Linked DNA regions of Rattus norvegicus: region 2 is linked to region 1. A link is a contact called in public Hi-C data. All regions are on one chromosome and are shown on one strand. The core of a region is the stretch at or near the end of the contact, and the rest is flanking DNA. Distances in the headings are between cores, read along the strand shown. Region 1 overlaps Ccdc57 (coiled-coil domain containing 57). Region 2 holds the start of Ogfod3 (2-oxoglutarate and iron-dependent oxygenase domain containing 3).

Evidence for each region. A called contact is a pair of places that touch in the nucleus more often than the background predicts.
Region 2: a Hi-C map of frontal cortex shows a contact between it and region 1, with 2.7 times the contacts expected there. The contact joins the promoter of Ogfod3 here to the enhancer-like site in region 1. A contact is called at or near these places in 3 of 12 Hi-C or Micro-C datasets (Schwann cells, frontal cortex and hepatocytes).

Annotation. Positions count from the first base shown.
Region 1 is chr10:106,669,197-106,674,433 of GRCr8, reverse strand. Ccdc57 (coiled-coil domain containing 57) reads left to right here. Exons shown (of 22, transcript XM_063270205.1): 6 at 2,026-2,127; 7 at 2,628-2,785; 8 at 2,922-2,996; 9 at 4,278-4,478. Among named protein-coding and RNA genes, the nearest start is that of Ccdc57, 23 kb to the left of the region's middle. Within about 2 kb of position 2,768, at least 15 of the 93 cell types and tissues checked have an H3K27ac peak or open chromatin away from gene starts, as enhancers often do.
Region 2 is chr10:106,976,659-106,981,499 of GRCr8, reverse strand. It overlaps Ogfod3 (2-oxoglutarate and iron-dependent oxygenase domain containing 3), which reads left to right and starts at 3,078. Exons shown (of 9, transcript NM_001013976.1): 1 at 3,078-3,284; 2 at 4,206-4,423. The coding sequence starts at 3,211. It overlaps Hexd (hexosaminidase D), which reads right to left and starts at 3,005. Exons shown (of 13, transcript NM_001142562.2): 1 at 2,936-3,005; 2 at 1,705-1,843. The coding sequence starts at 1,788. It overlaps LOC120095457 (small nucleolar RNA SNORA26), which reads right to left and starts at 617; the gene lies at 499-617.

The DNA of each region.
Region 1 (5,237 bases), core at 1,519-4,018:
GTGGAGCTGGGCTTTCAGGGCCTTACAGACTCTGGCACCATGGGAAACTGTTGAGTGTTTGTGTAGAGCAGTGACCTACGTGACTGAGGGCCAGATGTGGGAGAAGTAGCCAGCAGGCAGGCTGATGGGGCATGCTTGGGTAGCAGGCCCCTGCAGATAAAAGCATGCCAACTCTTGGTATGCCTAGAAGGGGAGCCAGTGGGGACTTCTAACCCTAACCCTGACCCTGAGCCCTGATGGGTCTGACGGGAGAGGTGGGTGTCATAAATGCTTCTGGTTGGTTTGAGCACAGAGGCTGGCTGCCACTTGTTGAGACAAAGAACACGCACAAGGAAACACAGTGACGGATTGTTGTGTGAGGTCCCCTGGTTTATCCAAGACCTCTAGACAGGAACCTGGAGCTGTCACTAAATCCCGATGCAGGTCCCCAGAACCTTGACAACAAAAGCACAGTAGAGACAGGACCAGAAGGTGGCAGCACAGGCTTGATGTTGTATAGAACTCTGCTCTCTGGTGGCCACAACCTGCAGAACTTACTCTGTGGATTTTGTTCAGAAAAAACCAAACCAAAACAAAACAAAACAAAAAAAACAAAAAAAAAAACAAAAAAAAAACAATGTTTCAAGATTCTGTGTGTTTGTTGTTGTTGTTTGGTTATTTGGTTGTTTGGTTTTGAGTCTTTTGAGGCAGATTCCTAACATGTAGCCAAGGCTGCCTAGAACTTGAGGGGATCTTCTCTATCTTTGCCTACCAGGTTCTTTCTCCGTTTACAGGTAGTTCCACCAACTCACCACCCTCCTTTCTTTTCCCCTCCCTCCCTCCCTCCCTTCCTCCCCCCCTCTCTCCCTCCCTCCCTTCTTTCCTTCCTTCCTTCCTTCGTTTCTATGCTTGGAATAGAACCCAGGGTACCACACATGACAGGCAAGCATTTTGCCATGATTTTATAATTATAATAATGACTTTAATATTCTGATTCCAGTAAGGGTCAGTCGTGTGACTACATATTTCACATTTACCTCTCAAGGGACTGAAAGGGGAAACATAACTTCTAGTTGTGCCTTTTGCAGTTTCCTGAGTCAGAAAGTGAGACCTGCTGCTGCAGTGCTCACACAGTGCACCTGTTTGTCTGGTAGGGGTGGGGGCAACTCCCTCAGAGCTACATCTGTGCTCCCTCAGCCTGTCCTTCAGGGCTGGAGTCTGGTGGTGGGCAGCACAGGGCCGGGCCCAGGACTAGAGGGGCTCCCATGAGTCCCTGAGCACTCAGTCTTCCCCAGGGGCTCTTGCTCTATGCTGATCAAAAATGAGACAAAGGTACCTGACCCCAGTAATAAAGAAATTAGGCTTTTTGGTTCACTGGTAGCTGGAGAATCCAAACACTTTTATCAGCCAGTGACCCCATAGAGGGCCTCATCATGTCAGAAATGAAAAGGAAGTGTGTAGAAGGGAATGTATGCTATCCTGACAGCAATGCTAACTGAACTGCAAGAATTATACCAGCCATTCCTCAGAGAGAGGCTTCTTTTTTTTTCTTTTTCTTTTTCTTTTTCTTTTTTTCGGAGCTGGGGACCGAACCCAGGGCCTTGCGTTTGCTAGGCAAGCGCTCTACCGCTGAGCTAAATCCCCAACCCCCAGAGAGAGGCTTCTTAAAGTGGTTTCATTTATGACCCCATTTTGCCTGAGAATTTTTGTTGTTGTTTCTTTGGTTGGTTGGTTTGTTTTGTTTGTTTTTCAAGACAGGATTTCTCTGTGTAGCCCTGGCTGTCCTGGAACTTACTCTGTAAATCAGGCTGGCCTTGAACTCAGAGATCCGCCTGCATCTGCCTCCTTAGTGCTTAGATTGACGGTATATATTGATATAGATACATAGATCTTGAAGAATGTTATAGGAAAATATAGTTAAACAGTTTTGTATGTAGAACAGAAAACTTTGTGTGTACAGATGTTGTAATTCATTATGAGCAGTGGTCTCACACCTGAGCTGAGATGTTTGCAGCGGCTGCTCTCCTCTCTTGACTCTTATTCCAGGAACTGCTGCAAGAATTTGAATCTGAAGCTCAGAGAAGGGAGCATGAGTTCCAACTGAGAGCTGATGACTTGAGCAACACTGTCTTGACCCACGAGCTCAAGGTAACTGGCTGGGCAGGGTTTTTGAAGTGTTTCCAGTTTTCAAGTTCACTGTTGCCAGCTTTAATTACCCTGTACTACAGAACACCATGCTGTTCTTTAGTTAGTTAGTTAGGTTTTTTTTTTTTTTGTTTTTTTTTTTTTTGAGACAGGGTTTCTCTGTGTAGTCCTGTCTATCCTGGAGCTAGATCTGTAGACCAGGCTGGCCTCGAACTCAGAGATCTGCCTCGAACTCAGAGATCTGCCTGCCTCTGCCAAGTGCTGGGACCACACCAGGTTTTGCACTGTTCCTTTTTGTTTGTTTGTTTGTTTGTTTGTTTAATATTGGGAGATGCTTTTCTCTCTTTATTTTGCACATATCTGGTATCCGGTACTGGGGGTTGAACTCGAGACCTTGTGCATGCTAGACAAGTGCTCTGCCACTGAGTCCTAACCAGCTCAGCTAGAAGCCATACTGTTCCTTTTACCCATTTACTCTCCTGGAACTTTTCAATCTCCCTCAGGTAAAGCTGCTAAACAAAGAGCTTCAGGCTTTAAAAGAAGCTGGAGCACAGGCAACAGAGAGTCTGCAGAAGGCAGAATCAGAGCACATTGAATTAGAGAGGAAGCTACAGGATCATGCCCGGGAGCTACAGGATCTGGAGGCCATGAAGGATGCTCGGTGCGTGGGTTCTGCTCTCAAGGCATTGTGGCCATAAGGACTAGACCCTGGTGGCGCTGCCTTCCTGGCTTCTTCCAGTTCTATTCTTTGGTCTCTTATGTAACTGCTCTTCTTTACTGACACAGTTTCTGTTTAGGATAAAGGACTTGGAGAAGAAGCTTCACTCTGTACAGCTGGCCAAGAAGAAAGCTGAGGAGACTTTCAGGAGGAAGTGCGTATTTCTGCCTGGGTAGTGCCTCTGGAAAAGAGTCTGGATCATACTCTCTGGAGACAAGAGCCCTGTGACGGGGTAGCCTGAGCTGGGATACCACTTTGGTTAACTCCATGCTCTACTTCCTTAGAAAGGGTTAGGCATCCAGTGTCTCAAAGCTTAAAATGTTTGAAGGGCCAAGACTCCAGTCCAGTTCATTGATAAAACACAAACTAAAAATGTCTAAAACTCTGGATTTAGTCTACAGTGTCTAAAACAGGCTTTAAAATATAACCTTAGTTAAATTTTAACTTTTATGGGTAAATGAGATGGCTCTGTGGATAAAATCACTTGTCAACATGGTGGGTGACCTGAGTTCCATCCCTGGAACCCACGTGGTAAAAGGAGAGAACTGGCTCCATACACACACCCCACACTAGATAAATACATATTTTAAAATTTAGCATTAACATTTAAAACTTGAATGTTCTACTCACTAGTTTATAAGTTGTAGACTATTAGCCCCAAGCTTTGCCATGCTGACACAGTCACCTGGTTGGCCACACCCCTTACTCTCAGATGCAGACTCTCTTGAGTTCTCTTTTTCCTGTTGATATACCCTGTACTCAGTGTGGGTTGGGACCCAGCCAACAGGAACAGGCACAACACCCAGGAAATAAATAGTATGTTGGCTCAAGGCGGAACTTCAGCAATGCAATTAAAGCGTTGTTCATCTTCCCGGTACAGCAGGGTTCAGTAGGTGCTGGAACAGCATAGTCAACAAGGAATGGGGTTGGGGATGCCAGCTAGACGCTCAGCTGTGGGCTCAACTCCCAGGGCAAGTCATTTACTTTCTCCTCCAAAGGAAATGGCAACTGTAGCTACCACACACCACACACTTAGGCTTCCCAGCCACACTGGGGAGAAAGAAGGGGAACAAATTGTCCCTGTGTTGTCTCATGCCACAGTTAGGCAGTACAGACAAACCGATATACTAGGAGAGCACTCAGGAATCTGCCCATCTAGGAGGCAGGTGTTTTCCCTGGGCTGGCAAGCTTAGTTGTCTCCTAGGAGTGCTTTGTGAACCTGCTTTGGTGTCTGTGTGTGAGCTTGGGGGAGCCACCAAGAGCCTGGCATTTAAGAAGATCTGCTAACATGGGAAGAGCAAGCATACCCACAAGTTACTCCTGCAGAGTCAGCCATCTTGTCAGGGACAACTGTAGAGTAAGAAATGATGACAAACACTTTGGAAGGTTCCAGAGTGCTGAGTGAGCCATTGTGGAACCCTTCCCTGTGTTTCAGACATGAAGAGCTTGACCGTCAAGCCAGGGAGAAAGACACAGTGCTAGCAGCAGTGAAGGGTGCCCATGCAGAGCAGCTGCAGACGCTGGATGCCAAGGTCCTGGAGCTTCAGTTCCGATGTGAAACGCTGGAGGGACAACTGCGAAGGGCTGAGTGGAGGCAAGCTGAGGACAGCAAGGAGAGGAATTCCCTTACTGACAAGTGAGCTGCTGCCTCCGGCCTGCCCAGCCCAGCCCAGCCCAACAGCCTTGTGTGCCTGTGCCCAAAGCAGCTATGGGCCATTTTAGAAGGGAATTTTGCATTGCAGTGGATAGGAGGGACTTTAGGGGCTTTCTGCCCACCCCACCCCCACTACCATTTTTAGTAATGTTTTCTTTTTATTTTCTCTCACCCCACCCCCAAGAGCTGAGGACCAAACCAGAGCCTTGCACTTGCTAGGCAGGTACTCTACCACTGAGCTAAATCCTCAACCCCATTGTTTTCTTTTTAATCATATAGTTTTTATATTTACTATTGCTTGTGATAAAGTATATATAACCAAGTTGACCTATTATCTTCAGTTTTTGTTTTTCTGAGACAAGGTCTCATTTATGCAAACCTGGCTGGAACTTGCTCTATGACCTTGAATTTATAATCTGTGCCTCTTCCTTCCAAGTATTGGGACTGCAGGCATATGTCACTATAGCTGTCCCCCACAACTTATCTTCCTGCTTCCAGCCTCCCAAGTGCTGTTGGGGTTATAGGTGTGCAGCACCATACCTGTCCAAGCTAGCCACTTAATCTTTTCAGTGTAAAGTTCATTGGCATCAGGATTTGACAGAAGCAGTTCCAACTGCCGTCCGTCAGCAGTGCTGTTCCCACTCAGCTCTAGCTGCCACTCCTTCCCCTAGTCTCCCAGCAGCCTCCAGTCTGCGTTGTTCGTGAATCTGCTAACTCTAGGAACAGACACTAATTGGAATC
Region 2 (4,841 bases), core at 1,829-4,328, 310 kb before region 1:
AACATTCTCTTTACTTTCTCCCAATGTTTTGTCCTTATTTAAGTCTCTGACTTGAGTCTTATGGTCCTCCAGAGCCTCCGTACTTTTTTTTTTGACTCATTTTATACACTCCTCCTCAAATTCAAGCCAGTTAAAAATTTCTCCCAATTCTTTCTGGATGTGGGTAACATCTACCTGGGAGTATTTTCTAGGTCTTTTGGTCACAACATCGATATAATCCCCTTTCCTCTTTGCTTTATCACCTTCCTCTAAGGCTGCTCACCCCACACAGGCTTTGTGGAGCCAGGATGTGGCTGTGCTTATTCCGGTTTTGGAATCTGTAGAGCTACCTAATGCCTAAACCTTTTTTTCAGTAGTTAACTGAGTAAGTTAATAACCGGCTCTGTGTGTGTGTCCTTGTCCCAAACACATGTGGGGGTCAGAGGACAATCTGTAGGAGCTGGTTATTTATTTATTTATTTATTTATTTATTTATTTATTTATTATTTTTGTCTTTTCATCTGTGACTCCAGACAGGATCCAAAGAGGAGGTGCAGTTTTCCTCTCTGGGTTTTATGGAGACTTCCTTTACCCTTCTGTGTTAGCCTCTTAAAGTACTGAGACAACCTTAAAGGCACAGGAAAGGGTGAGGAGCTGGTTCTTGCCCTTCATAATACAAGTCCCCAGAACTCAGACTCAGTTATTAAGCCCCTCGGCAAGCACTTTTACTGCTGAGCTGTCTTACCCGTTTCCCACACGAGACAATGTCTCAGATGGCTCAGGATGGTTTTGAATTTGCTTTGGGATCAATACTGGCCTTGATCTCCTGAACCGCCTGCCTCTATTTCCGAAGTACTGGGGTTACAGGCGAGCGCACTGTGCTCATGTTGAAGAATCTATGTCTGCTGTTAGAAATGACTACAAATGACGTGGCTTCAAATAGCGGGCTTTCTTTCACAGTCCTGGAGGTCAGGACTCTAGTTAAGGAGTTGGCAGGCCATGCTTTCTCAGAAGGTCTCACGGGAGAGTCCTTCTTGTCTCTTCCAGTTCCTGGTTTATTAGTTTGTGACAGTATCACTTCACTTCTGATGTCTCGGGTGTCCTTACTGAGGTGCCTTTTCAACTTTATGTCTAAAATCTCCTCTTTTACCTGAGTTTGGGATCCCTAACACTCATATAAAAGCCAGGGATGGTGGTGTGTGCCTGTAACCCCAGCACTGGCAGGGTAAAGACAGGCAGATTCTGACTATGTGAAATGGTGAGTTCTAGGTTCAGTGAGAGGCCGTGTCTCCAAAATAAATAAGTAAATGAATAAAATAAGAATGTTGTTGACCTCTGATCTTCACATGAACACATGGGAGAGCATACAGACCCCAAACATAATCAATCCGCTTTTCTTATTCAGCCTCACAGAACCCCAGTATGGCCTCATTTCAACTGGTCAATTTTCCAAAGACTATTTTAAGGTAAGGGTATATGTACAGGCACCAAAGTGCAAAGACTTGAACTCATCTTATGGGTGGAAACAATTCAACCACAGCAAAGAAGTCATGAGTTCCTCTGTTCTTTGTGCCGCCCAGGTGTTCTGCCTGGTTCTATGGGGAACTGAGAGAAAATGAAACACCTATGCTCTGTCACCACCGTGATCCAGAAGGCCTCAGGGTTGTTTGACCAGTGCTCAATTCTGCAGAGTAAAAGGTCATTAGAGGTGAAGGGAGTCCTTACCTCAGAGAGATATGAAACCTTTGGAGGTGCTCCTTTAAGGTCCAAATGAACTAATCTCATCTTAAATGGTGTGGAACATGTCATGTTGGTATTTTTTTTTTTCTTGGAACGTCTATAACAGGATCTCTGTGACTTCTTCCTGGTGGAGAGAACTTAAGTTATAAAGAGGAGCAGACACAGCTCTCCTCCCCGTTCTTTTTCAGTTCTGATACCAGCCAATTGTGCTCTACTAAGCCAGACGAAACTAATTTTACTAATATGAAAATAATCCAAGTTTATTTCCGCATTCAAATACAGTATTGTGAATTGCCCTGAAATAGGAAACCATCGATTTCCTTGTGAGATTATTACGATTTATAGCAACAGAAAAACTGTGCAAGCGTGGCAGTGGCACCCACCAGTAACACCTGTCCCACCCTGCCCCCTCCTGAGGAAGGATTAAAGTTTAGGGCATGCCTGGGCTATCAAGGAAGGTCAAAGCTAGCCTTGGCCACTTAATAAGACCCTGTCTCCATACTAACAAGTAAAATACGGACTGGACAGCTTAGTAGTACAACACTTGTCTAGCATGTATAAAGTCTTAGGTTCAACTCCTAGTACTGAAAAACAATTACAGCAATGATAATTTGGGGAGATGGCTAGTTTCATGATACAGCCCTTGCTCATTATGCCAGGGGCCCTGGGAATCACCTCGGTTACTGCAAATAATAACAACAATAACTTGAAAAGGGAATAAGCTCTACCATATAACAGAGCTGACTGTAGTTTCCATTAAAATTAATTTCTGGGGGCTGGGGATTTAGCTCAGTGGTTAGAGCGCTTACCTAGGAAGCGCAAGGCCCTGGGTTCGGTCCCCAGCTCCGAAAAAAAGAACCAAAAAAAAAAAAAATTAATTTCTGGATGATACTGAAGCAGCCAGGATATTAAAGAAACAGTTTCCCTGCCTTTTGTAAAACCACAAACGATTATTAAGGAGAGTTACTGAGTTGTGCATCCAGTTGCATGGGTTCACATGCTCGTCCTTTGCAAGGACTCAAAAGTTCTAGCCTTAGGAACCACACCCTCCTCCTCACACACACACACCCATTCCTCCCTTTGCCCTCAATCCCCAACCCCGACCCGCCACTCTCAGTACAGGATTCTCAAAGCGCCATCGGGGGAGAGAGGGCGACGGCCATAGGAGACAGGTCATCCTGGTCCAGCCCAACCGGAGGCTGTGGGCTTGACTCACCCACGTCGTCACGCAGCACTGCTACCGGAGAACGTACAACTCCGCAGGTGCCTCGGGGGAGCAGCGCCAAGGGCCGAGAAGGCCCCGCCTCCCCCGCTCCCCTCCCCCGGCACCGCTCGGCCTCCGATTGCTCTCGCCTGACCGCGAGCCGGCCGAGGACCGAGCGCGTCGCTCCCGCGTCCCTACACCGTTCCCGCCTCGCTTTCGCGGTCGCAGCTATTGCCCCGAGTTTGGTGGTTCTCGTGTCCCGCCTGGCTCTGCGACGGCTTCGCCCGATGGCGCCTCAGCGGAGAGGACCACCCAGAGTTCCCGAAGGAAATAGTGCAGCAGAACGCCGGCACGCGAACAGGTAGCGGGATCCTTCGGGTCCAGGAGGCCGCGCGCTACAGCGGGCGGAGCCTGACTGGTGTGTGGGCATGACCATTCCGAGGGCTGGGTCGGAGGGAGGTGGAGCGTGGTCGTGATCGCGGTGTCTGTGGCAGAGTGGGGTGTGGCCATCCCGGGGGGTGGGGCCTGACAGGATGGGGCGTGGTCGTGACAAGGCGGGGTCTGACCTGTGTCTGGGTTGGCTCCTGGGTGAAGGTGTCAGGTGGAGCCAGCCCTACTGCGACGCAAGCAGGCGTGACTTAGGGAGAGGGCGTGGAAGTAGTGTGGGTGTGATATGTTGCGGGTGTGACTTCGTTGGAATATCCTGCGGCACCCCTTCTATAATGAAATCACCATGTGGCTGCCCACCTCCAAGCTTTGCACAGAGGTCCTATCCACAGGAAGCTCCTTGAAGCTGCTTTCAGTCTCCTGAGCAGGTTTCTCTCGCTAGGGACCATTTCCGAGTCTTTATGTCTCCTTTCTGCTGCATGCCCCATCTCCCTCTGCTGGTTATCTCATCTCAGCCTTTAACACCTCACCTGTCCAAAACTGGCCTGTGAGCCTCTGTCAAACCCACACCTGAATTGGTAACTAAGAAATGGAACCTATATTTCAAGACCACATACTGCCTAGGAAGCTCTTCCAAGGGGTGGTGCATGGTGGGCATCCTGATAAGCTTGAGTGGGTTGTGGATGAAAGCGAATGCCTTATTTCACACCAGCTGCTTCATAATTAGCCCACGAGTACCTACAATATCTCAGGATTGTTGGGGTCCATCCATTTTGATCAGAGATCAATGCAGGCACAGCCCAAGCCTGGTGACATCCAGCGTGAACAGCTTGTGGTTTTGATTGGTGTGTTTAGTATGATGGCTGCATCCAGTGGTTTTGTTCTCTACCCTTAGCACCAAGAAGGACCGGCTGCCTCAGGAGGCACAGAGGACATGGCTAAGGATTGTGGCCCTTGGGGTCAGCCTTGCTCTGGTCACATTCCTGCTCTGGAGTAGTGCAGGGATCGATGATGATGTTGCTGAAGTTGTGGCCCATCGTGGTGAGGTCCTAGAAGGCAGGTTCATTGAGGTTCCCTGCTCTGAGGACTATGACGGTCACCGAAGGTTTGAAGGTATGTGCCACAGGCTTCTCAAAAAAAGAGTGACTGGTAAGGGGCTGGAGAGATAGCTCAGTATTTAAGAACACTTGTTGCATTTCTAGAGGACCTGAGTTCAGTTCCTAATACCCTTGATTGGCAGCTCAAAACCGCCTGTAACTTCACCTTCAGGAGATCCAACTTCTTCTACAGGCACCTGCATTCATGTGGACAGACTTATACACAGATGCACAGGTGACAGAAATGAAGCTCAACCTTGTCTTTTGCTACAAATGGAATCATTTAAAATGATACATGTGGTTAGAGACAAACTTTCCCTTCCCAGATAGGCAAGCTCACACTGGGTTGGAGAATAAAGATGTTTCAGGGTTGGCCTCCAATGCCACGCAGGTGTAGGCAGCACCTTAGTAACCTTCTGTGCCCAGAGGCTACC